Regions from separate parts of the Zea mays genome. Here regions 2 and 3 are each linked to region 1. A link is a contact called in public Hi-C data. All regions are on one chromosome and are shown on one strand. The core of a region is the stretch at or near the end of the contact, and the rest is flanking DNA. Distances in the headings are between cores, read along the strand shown.

The links. Hi-C and Micro-C count contacts between places; a contact is called where the count stands out from the background.
Region 2: a contact with region 1 is called in a Hi-C map of leaf, with 6 times the contacts expected there. The contact joins the promoter of LOC100283831 here to the promoter of LOC100191504 in region 1. A contact is called at or near these places in 2 of 25 Hi-C or Micro-C datasets (ear and leaf).
Region 3: a contact with region 1 is called in a Hi-C map of tassel, with 2.0 times the contacts expected there. The contact joins the promoter of LOC100274244 here to the promoter of LOC100191504 in region 1. A contact is called at or near these places in 2 of 25 Hi-C or Micro-C datasets (ear and tassel).

The regions. Positions count from the first base shown.
Region 1 is chr2:168,768,421-168,771,276 of Zm-B73-REFERENCE-NAM-5.0, forward strand. LOC100191504 (P-loop NTPase domain-containing protein LPA1 homolog 1) reads left to right here and starts at 1,436. Exons shown (of 7, transcript NM_001136936.1): 1 at 1,436-1,614; 2 at 1,723-1,982; 3 at 2,699-2,780. The coding sequence starts at 1,489.
Region 2 is chr2:169,184,415-169,187,270 of Zm-B73-REFERENCE-NAM-5.0, forward strand. It overlaps LOC100283831, which reads left to right and starts at 1,384. Exons shown (of 5, transcript NM_001156729.2): 1 at 1,384-2,070; 2 at 2,253-2,358; 3 at 2,554-2,856. The coding sequence starts at 1,659.
Region 3 is chr2:169,113,884-169,116,739 of Zm-B73-REFERENCE-NAM-5.0, forward strand. LOC100274244 (Calcium-dependent lipid-binding (CaLB domain) family protein) reads left to right here and starts at 1,344. Exons shown (of 1, transcript NM_001148612.1): 1 at 1,344-2,831. The coding sequence starts at 1,614. The coding sequence ends at 2,609.

The DNA.
Region 1 (2,856 bases), core at 186-2,685:
AGTTATATGGATATGATGTTTTTTTTGTCATAAGTGATCCATCACTATTTCATTTAGTAGTTGCTTTAGAAATTAATTTAACTTTAAAGCGTATAATTATCTAACAAAACTTTCATCAATATCACAGAACTTATGTTATGGATATGGCGGCCTGATCCCATTTAGGACGTTTTAGTGTGTGGCATGTCTTTCTCTTTTTTAAGGGCTGATTTGGTGGATAAGAATCACGAGAGGGTCCATCTGCAATAACCATCTATTACAGTTAAACCATCACAATATCAATTTTCCTTACCAGATTACCTCGTTATTGTTGTAATCACTTTTATTATGGGTCTAAAAGTTTATTTGATTTATAAGGTTAGGCTAAGCTCAATTAAATAAATCTGATAAAAAATGCTTGCTTATTTTCGCAAGAACCCCACAATAAAATATATCTCATGCTGCAGTCGGTGTAATGAGTGCATATATTTACTGCAATCTTTATTCTAAATTATAAAATATTTTAATTATTCTGGATATATTGCTCTTACCACATATCTAAACGTAGAATGTGTTTGTTTTGTAAAATGAGATAGTCTGTCATCATCTCACTCTAATTTTTATTTAGTTTATAAAATAGAATGAGTTCATATATCATCACCTATTTCTCATAAGATAATAATTAATAGTAGTGTATGAGAAATAAAGTTATTTCACTAAATTCAGTGATAGACTCATAATATGACATCATCTAGAACGGAATAATTCTCTAAACCAACCACTTCAATATTATATGTAAATGTATAATAAAATTATTAAAACACTCAAAACGTCTTAGGCTTTATTATTATTTCTACTACTATTAAGAACGAAAAGTAGTTACCTGGTGCTACCACGGCTTCACCTCGCGCTGACACACTGTGTCTGTCCCACGCGCCTTCGCCTCGGCGTCGTGCCATGTTAGCTCCACGCTTAGCATTCTCTCAACTACTGCTCGCGCAGCCATCATCAGACCACACGTACCTTAGTGTTTGGAAATAAACAATATTTATATAAAAATAGTGCAAAACGAGCATTTGAACACACATTCCCTACTCTAGAAATTTGTGGCTAACCACAAAACTATATGTAACTTAATGTTTACAAATAAATAATAATTATATTTGAATAAATATTTTAATATCTATTTATATGATATATAAAAACCGTAGTAAAATCACGGAGCTAGTTATTTATTAAGAATGAGGGGGCTAGTTATTTATTAAGAATGAGGTGAGGCGAAATTCAAATTGTGGTAGAAGATGTAAGCCGCCGTGTCGTGTCAGGCCCGGCAGGTGAAAGGGCACGGGAAAAGCCCAAACCGAGGAGCCACGACTATCCGAGCTGACCCACCGAATAAGAACCAGAACCAGAACAAGACCGGAGGAACCAGACGACGCAAGGGAAAGGAGAGCCACCGGAGCGGACCGCCACCTTCCCTTCTGCCGGCGACCTCCAGCCACGGCGCCCATGGCGTCGGCGAAGCTGCTGTACATTGTGGTGGTTGACGAGAACGCCTCCTCCTTCCGATACACGCGCTCCCTCCTCCATAGCACCCTCCAGCTCATGGGATGCAAGCCACGCCACGCCTTCGAGGTCCGTCCGTCCGCCTCTACATCTTCGATGTCGATCCCACCGGACCTCCGATGTTTCGTGTGTTTTTGTCTGATTCGGTCCTCCGCTCCCTCCTTTTCTCTTGTATAGATCAGCCGCAGGGTGTTTGATGTCATCCGGGGTGACCACCAGGGCCACGGCGACACGGCCACCTCCGCCCGGGTACAAAGGTACGAGGTCGCCGAAGCCACCCCGACCGCAAGCCCCCGCCAGTTCCAGTTCGAGCTATACAAGCGCCGGACCACCGTCCTCCTCCCAAGGGACCTCTTCCTCGACCTCGTCCTCGACGCCCTCGCCCTCTACAAGTACGTTGCCCCCAACCAGCGCGCCGATCTCATGCTCGCCTGCAGGTCCGTCCGCCACACCTTTCCTGCCCTCCTCTCTTCTGCCACTGCAATTCAAGATTTCCTCATTTTGCTGAGAAAATAATTGAAAAATTCCCTCATTTTGAGGTAATCTGTTGTTGCGTCGCTGTTCATGCTTGTCACGTCGTTCTGAAACATTCAGCAGCTCATATATAATATAACCTGATTTCTGAATGTGATGCTCAGGACAGATAATTCTGAACACGCCAAGGTAGCATGGTGATTTGATTACTTAGCATAATCAATACTAATGTTACTCCTTGAAAGGATGACTATGCAAACTATGCCTATTTGCCGATTGGACGAGATTCAAATTGTCTTATTGCAATTGTTATAGGGGCTAACATCTATAACGAATTTCCATACTTGTGTTGTCACCGATGTAAACTGCACTTAGGGGGTGTTTGGTTTCTAGGGACTAATTTTTAGTCCCTCCATTTTATTCCATTTTAGTTCATAAATTGTAAAATACGGAAACTAAAACTCTATTTTAGTTTCTGTATATGGCAATTTAGGGATTAAAATAGTATAAAATGGAGGGACTAAAAATTAGTCCCTACAAACCAAACACCCCTTTACTGTTTCAGACCCACAAGCATTAGTGCCTCCGGATTGATCACATACATTTCAAAGGGAACTTTTTAAAGGTGTTCATATTGTATCCTTGTCCCTTTCACTTATGTTCTTTCATCTTGCCTTAGGATTCGTGAACGAAAGGAATCTATCACGGTTCTTCTTTGTGGAACTAGTGGCTGTGGCAAGTCTACTCTTTCTACGTTGCTGGTAATAATTTTATTTTTTCTTACTTCCTTACTTGTATGCCCTTTTGCTCCCTCTCATCATCCATTAGGACCTGTCT
Region 2 (2,856 bases), core at 134-2,633, 420 kb after region 1:
TGCTCCACGCCTGCACAACACAAGCCGAGGGACATGGTTGCACACACATAACTCACATCTGGGTTAGTATATGACTCAACTCGAGACGCTATCCGTTGACAATCACCCATCATCAATCCAAACCATAGGAGTTTATTTTCACACAATCTTTGAGCAAGAGTTTGGTAAATCTCTTTTTCCACATGGAAACATCTTTTGCACTCGACCTGATGCCCTGTTAGAGTTTCAGAAGTAAATGTGCCCCCATTCCTTAGAGCAGCCCAACCCAAGACTCTACGGGCCTGTTTGCTTCAGCTTTTTCCTGACCAACTTTTCTAAGAATCTGGTTGTGGAGGCAATCTTGTTGTGAGAAGAATCTGAGTATCGTGGACATTACATATGGAGGAATCCAGTTTTTCTAAGAATCTAGCTTTTTCTGACCAGCTTTTCTAAGGGTTCAGGATCTAGAAAGAGACGGATTCCTACTATTGCAACGACTCGGCCGATTCTGTATTCATGTTGATTTTGGATGGTTTTTATTAAATCAATTCTTATAAAAGCGAGCTGAAAAGCTGAGTGTTTGGCAGTCCGCAGCAACTTCTGGTGGTCAGAAGCTAAAAAAGGCTGAAACAAACATGGCTTACTTATAGTTTCTATAGCCTCCACGTCATCTAGAAACTACTACTAGACACTACCTCTTCAACGCAAACATCAATATTATTTAACTTAATTTAATACTCATCTCTCTCATTGTGTCTTGGATATCGTGTTAAAACCAAGTCTTATGTAAGACCTGATTTCTTACTCTTTCTTCATTTAATTGCTTGCCACATCATCTTTTAGCCTATATTACAGTTAAATTAATGCTACTGCTCTTATAGAATTGTGTATTGCTTCATTTTCGATGATATGGATGAGCTACCTTCTTCCGGTGTTAGGTGGATGAGAAAATGTATTCATCTTCATCTTGTGATCGTCGGCGATGATAATTTAGAGCCATAGAAAGAAAAAAAAAACGCCTCGTACCACTAAAATAAAGTTGCCAGCACTAGGACGAGAGATGTGCAACTCTCCAAGGTTTAAGAATGATCACATGCATACTTGTCTTGTTGTGTGGTACTACTTTTTTTTCTGTATTCAGGATAGGAGGGGTGCAACTATTTAGTGACGAGAAGAAGCAAGCAACGGCCAATAGCCACTTTGTTTATAGGACATAATATTTACAGATTCAATTTTCTTTTCTGCGGTCCAAACAATCCATTTTTTTTCTATTCCAGTGGTTTGCAATCCGGTAGTTTTTTCACTTCCCTGTTCCCTCGTTTCTGCGTTTTGCACCGACCAACCAATGTTGGGCTGCCTCGTATGCGGGTTGCTGACTTGTCCACAACAAGCACATCACTTTCGTTTTCTTTTCTCCCCCAGGAAGATGAGTGAGAAGATGAGCAAGGAGGGATCTCGCTTTAGACCAGCGAATCCATCCACAAAGATTCCGTGCACCTCCAGCGCAGCCTCCGCTGTCTGTCCCCGCGGCCGCGGCAACCGAGCAGGAAGAGGAGGAGGATCCCGTCCTCCCAGTCTAGAGCAGCCGCTTGCAAAGCGCATCGGCGGCACGGCCGTGGATTCCGCGAATCTGCCACCGCTTGCTGCTGCTTCTGAGACTGACACCGCCATCGCAGCTGATGGGGATACCCAGCGACGGCGACGACGTGGTGCAAATCCGGCACGCCGACGCCGCCGGCGAGCCCACCGTCGTCACCGTGAGCTGCCCCGACAAGACAGGACTGGGCTGCGACCTGTGCCGGGCCGTCCTCCTCTTCGGCCTCAGCGTCGTCAAGGGAGACATGAGCACCGACGGCCGCTGGTGCTACATCGTGTTCTGGCTGTTGCCGCGCGGGCGGCGGCCCGTGGCCGTGCCGTGGGACCTCCTCAAGGACCGGTTGCTTCAGCTCTGCCCCGTCGCGCCGCCATTCGGCTTCGGGTCCCACGACGCGTACCTCGCGGCGGCGGCTGGCCTGCAGGACGTTCCGCCTCCCGCGCCACAGCTCTTCCTGCTCAAGCTATGCTGCTTCGACCGGATGGGACTCTTGCACGGTAACGCCTCTGAATCCACCTCCGGCTGTTGCTCTGTTCTATGCCAAGTGCTAGGTTCAGTAACTACTTCATATCCGTCCAGCAAATTTGAATTTTTAATGTAAGCCAAGCAAGCACATCTGCTACTGAAGAAAAAAAGGGTCTAATTTTGGATCTTTTCGTGGGAATTCGGTGTTCCACAGATGTGACACGCGTTTTGTGTGAGCTAGAGCTCACGATCCGGAGGGTGAAGGTCTCTACCACGCCTGATGGGAGTGTGCTGGACCTTTTCTTCATCACAGATGCCAGGTCGGTTTAGCTCAAAACACATCCTTTTCGGAGAATATTTTTTTTTCTCTCTCTCGCTAAATTCCAAGACTAATATTCTGTGATAGGATGAAAACTTGTAGCTTTTTATTTCTTCATCGACCATCTTGTCTCGGATACCAAGAATTGTCTTATTCTGTGATACGATGAAAACTAAATATTCTGGAACGGTTTCAGGGGGCTTCTGCACACAAAGAGCAGGAGAGAAGAAACCCAGGACAGACTCGAGAGCGTCTTAGGCGACTCCTTGACATGTTGCGAAATAGATCCTGCTGGCGAAGACATGGTGTCTTGCTGCCTCCAGTCCTGGGCCTGGGCTTCGCTGACGCCTGCTGTTATAGCACAGATGTTTAGCACAGCTGATCGCGTGGAGGAGCAACCGATCGGCACAAGGGGTGGTGGTGGTGGTACCATCATCTCCGTGACGATGGACAACTCGCTTAGCCCTGCCCACACTCTTATTCAGATTCAGTGTGGCGA
Region 3 (2,856 bases), core at 94-2,593, 350 kb after region 1:
TTTAAGTTTTAGTGCCAAATCTAGAAGAAATATATTTTAGCATCAAATATAAATTTTATCCATTCATATTGCCACAACTACATAGAGTCATAGACATCTACATGTGTGGTGGCGGGCTTTGAACTTCTGTGATCTATACTTGAGCGTGACATCAGACTCAAAATCCAAATAACTGTTTTTTAGTCGGAAGGCTTACATGGAAATCTAAAAAAAATAATCTATACTTGAGCGTGACATCAGACTCAAAATCTAAATAACTGCTTTTTAGTCGGAAGGCTTACATGGAAATTTAAAAAAAATTAAGCACTCGTAATATATTTACTAATAGTCAGTTACTCGTGCTATGCTATAGTTGTTATATATCATATAAATATGTAGTGAAATATTTATTTAAATATAATTATTGTTTTATAAACACTAAGTTATGTGTGGTATGATGGTTAGCCTAAATTTTTGAAACAGGGGAGCGATGGTGTCCATAAGGCAGTAGCTAAGAGAGCGCTGCACGGGCGCTAGACGTCGTGTCCACACAGCGCACGACGTCGAGGCGGGGCGCATGCGGCAGGTCTAGAGTGTTAGTGCCAAAGGTGAAACGATGGTAGTACTAGTTAACCACGTTAGGTTCTTAATATCATAGAGATAGAATTCTTTCACGGTGCTATGGAACCCGTTTTTAGAAGAACTATTTTTGTTCACCGCAGTGCCATTTCATCTTCGGCTGCATGGCGTTTCTTTATTCTAAATTATTACATGCTAAGTTTAAAAATAAATTAATGGACGATAAATACTCGAAAACGGAAGCAGTATATAATCACAACAAATTAAGTGTCAACTTCTGGCGCAGAAATTCAAATGAAGGTTTAAACTCGGGCCGCAAGTTGCTCGGGTAGGCCGGGTGCGTGAACTGGTCAGCACAGCGTAGCTAAAATATTGGTGATGCAGTCCATGTACATACGTAGCCCAGTGTTGGATGAATAATAATCAACGTTAGACTACCGTGGAAGGAAAGAAAAGAATGCACGGTAGACCGAGCCTGCGTGCACCTAACGGGGGGCAATGTCGTCATTCCTTAATAGCCAAGCAAACGAGACAGCGAATTGAAACAGCACCGCAGACCAGGAAAAGACCGCAGGCATTGCTAATCCAAGAGGGAAGACGACGAGCAAGGACACGGCCGTGGTAGCCGTTCCGTTTCGCTTGGGGTGGTTGGGTGGGTGAGGTGGGCCCGCATTGAAGCCAGAAGCGAAGCCACCGGTGGTGGTGCAGACCGCAGACCTGGGACTCTGGGAGGGAGGCGAGCATCTTCCCCTGGCAAGTGGCACACGCGCACACAGTAGGCACAGGTTTGGAAGCCGCGTGGAGACTGGAGGGGAAGGTCCCGTCGTCTCCACCTTCCCCACTGGCACCGCCCCCCAGCCGAGCCGCCACAGCCCACAGGGCAGGCAGCCCGTGCCCGGCGTCGTTTTCCCGGACCCCGCGTGCGTGCTAACATTCGCACGTCAAGTCCGTATTTATACCGGCCGCCTACCTCCCGGTGTTGCTCCAGTTCGTGGAGTGGAGTCACCACAGAATCAAAGAAAAGCTTTCCCCCGATCCTCTCGCGGACACCAGCGATGGGTTCCCGCTACGAGGTGGAGGTCACCGTCGGCTCCGCCCGGGACCTCAAGAACGTCAACTGGCGCAACGGCGACCTCAAGCCCTACGCCGTGGTGTGGATCGACTCCGGCAGCAAGTGCTCGACCCGCGTCGACCTCGACAACGGCGAGAGCCCGGCGTGGGACGAGAAGCTGCTCGTCCCGCTCCCGCCCACCTCCCGCCTCGACGACGCCGTCCTCTACGTCGACGTCGTCCACGCCAACGCCGCCCAGGGCGTCAAGCCGCTCGTCGGCTCCGCGCGCCTCCCGCTCCGCGACGTCCTCGACGACGCCGGGGTCGGGGGCAAGGCCTCGCGCAGCCTCCGCCTCAAGCGCCCCTCGGGCCGCCCCCACGGCCGCCTCGACGTCCGCGTCGCCGTCAAGGAGCCGTCCAGGTACTACGACCCCAACCCCTACCCGGCCCCCGCGGCCTACGCCAACACGGGCGGCGGCACCCGTGACCCCTACGGCTCGTCCGCTGCTGCTGCCGGCGGCTACTACGGCTCCGGAGGCGGATACGGTTCCGGTGGTGGCGCCTACGGTGGCGGCGCCTACGGCGCCGCGCAGCCCTACACCGCAGCGCCCCCGGCGGGGTACCCTTCCACCTACGGCGCCGCGCCGCCGCCTCAGCCAGCGGCAGCGTACGGCGCTCCTCCTGCCGCTGCATACGGCGCTCCTCCTGTCGCCGCCACCGCCGCGTACGGAACCGGCGCCGTTGCTTCCGACGGGAAGAAGAAGAACAAGATGGGGATGGGGACGGGGCTGGCAGTGGGCGCGGCGGCGGGCGTGCTCGGAGGGCTGGCGCTGGCCGGCGGGGCGAGCTACCTGGAGGACAAGTTCGAGGAGCGCGTGTCGGAGCGGGTGGAGGACAACCTGGAGAGGGAGGAGTCGTACGGCGGCGGCGGCGGCGGCTACGGGGGTGGCTACGACGACTATGGCGGCAACGACGACTATGGCGGCGACGACGACTACTGATGGGTCCTGATCCTCCGATCGTTTGCCCGGCTGCTACGCTTGCCATCCACCTCCACCTTCGTCTCGCTGTCCTAGATGTTTGCTGTATGAATCGCATAGTAGATCATGTTCTCTATTCCTGCCTTCAGTTTCTTTTCTCAGTTGTGGTTTATCGCGGCGGGGTTGATGTTGAGATTTGAGATCCTCACCTGAGGAATGGAAAAATGCTCACCTGAGGAATGGAAAAATGGTAAGGGCTTGTTCGGTT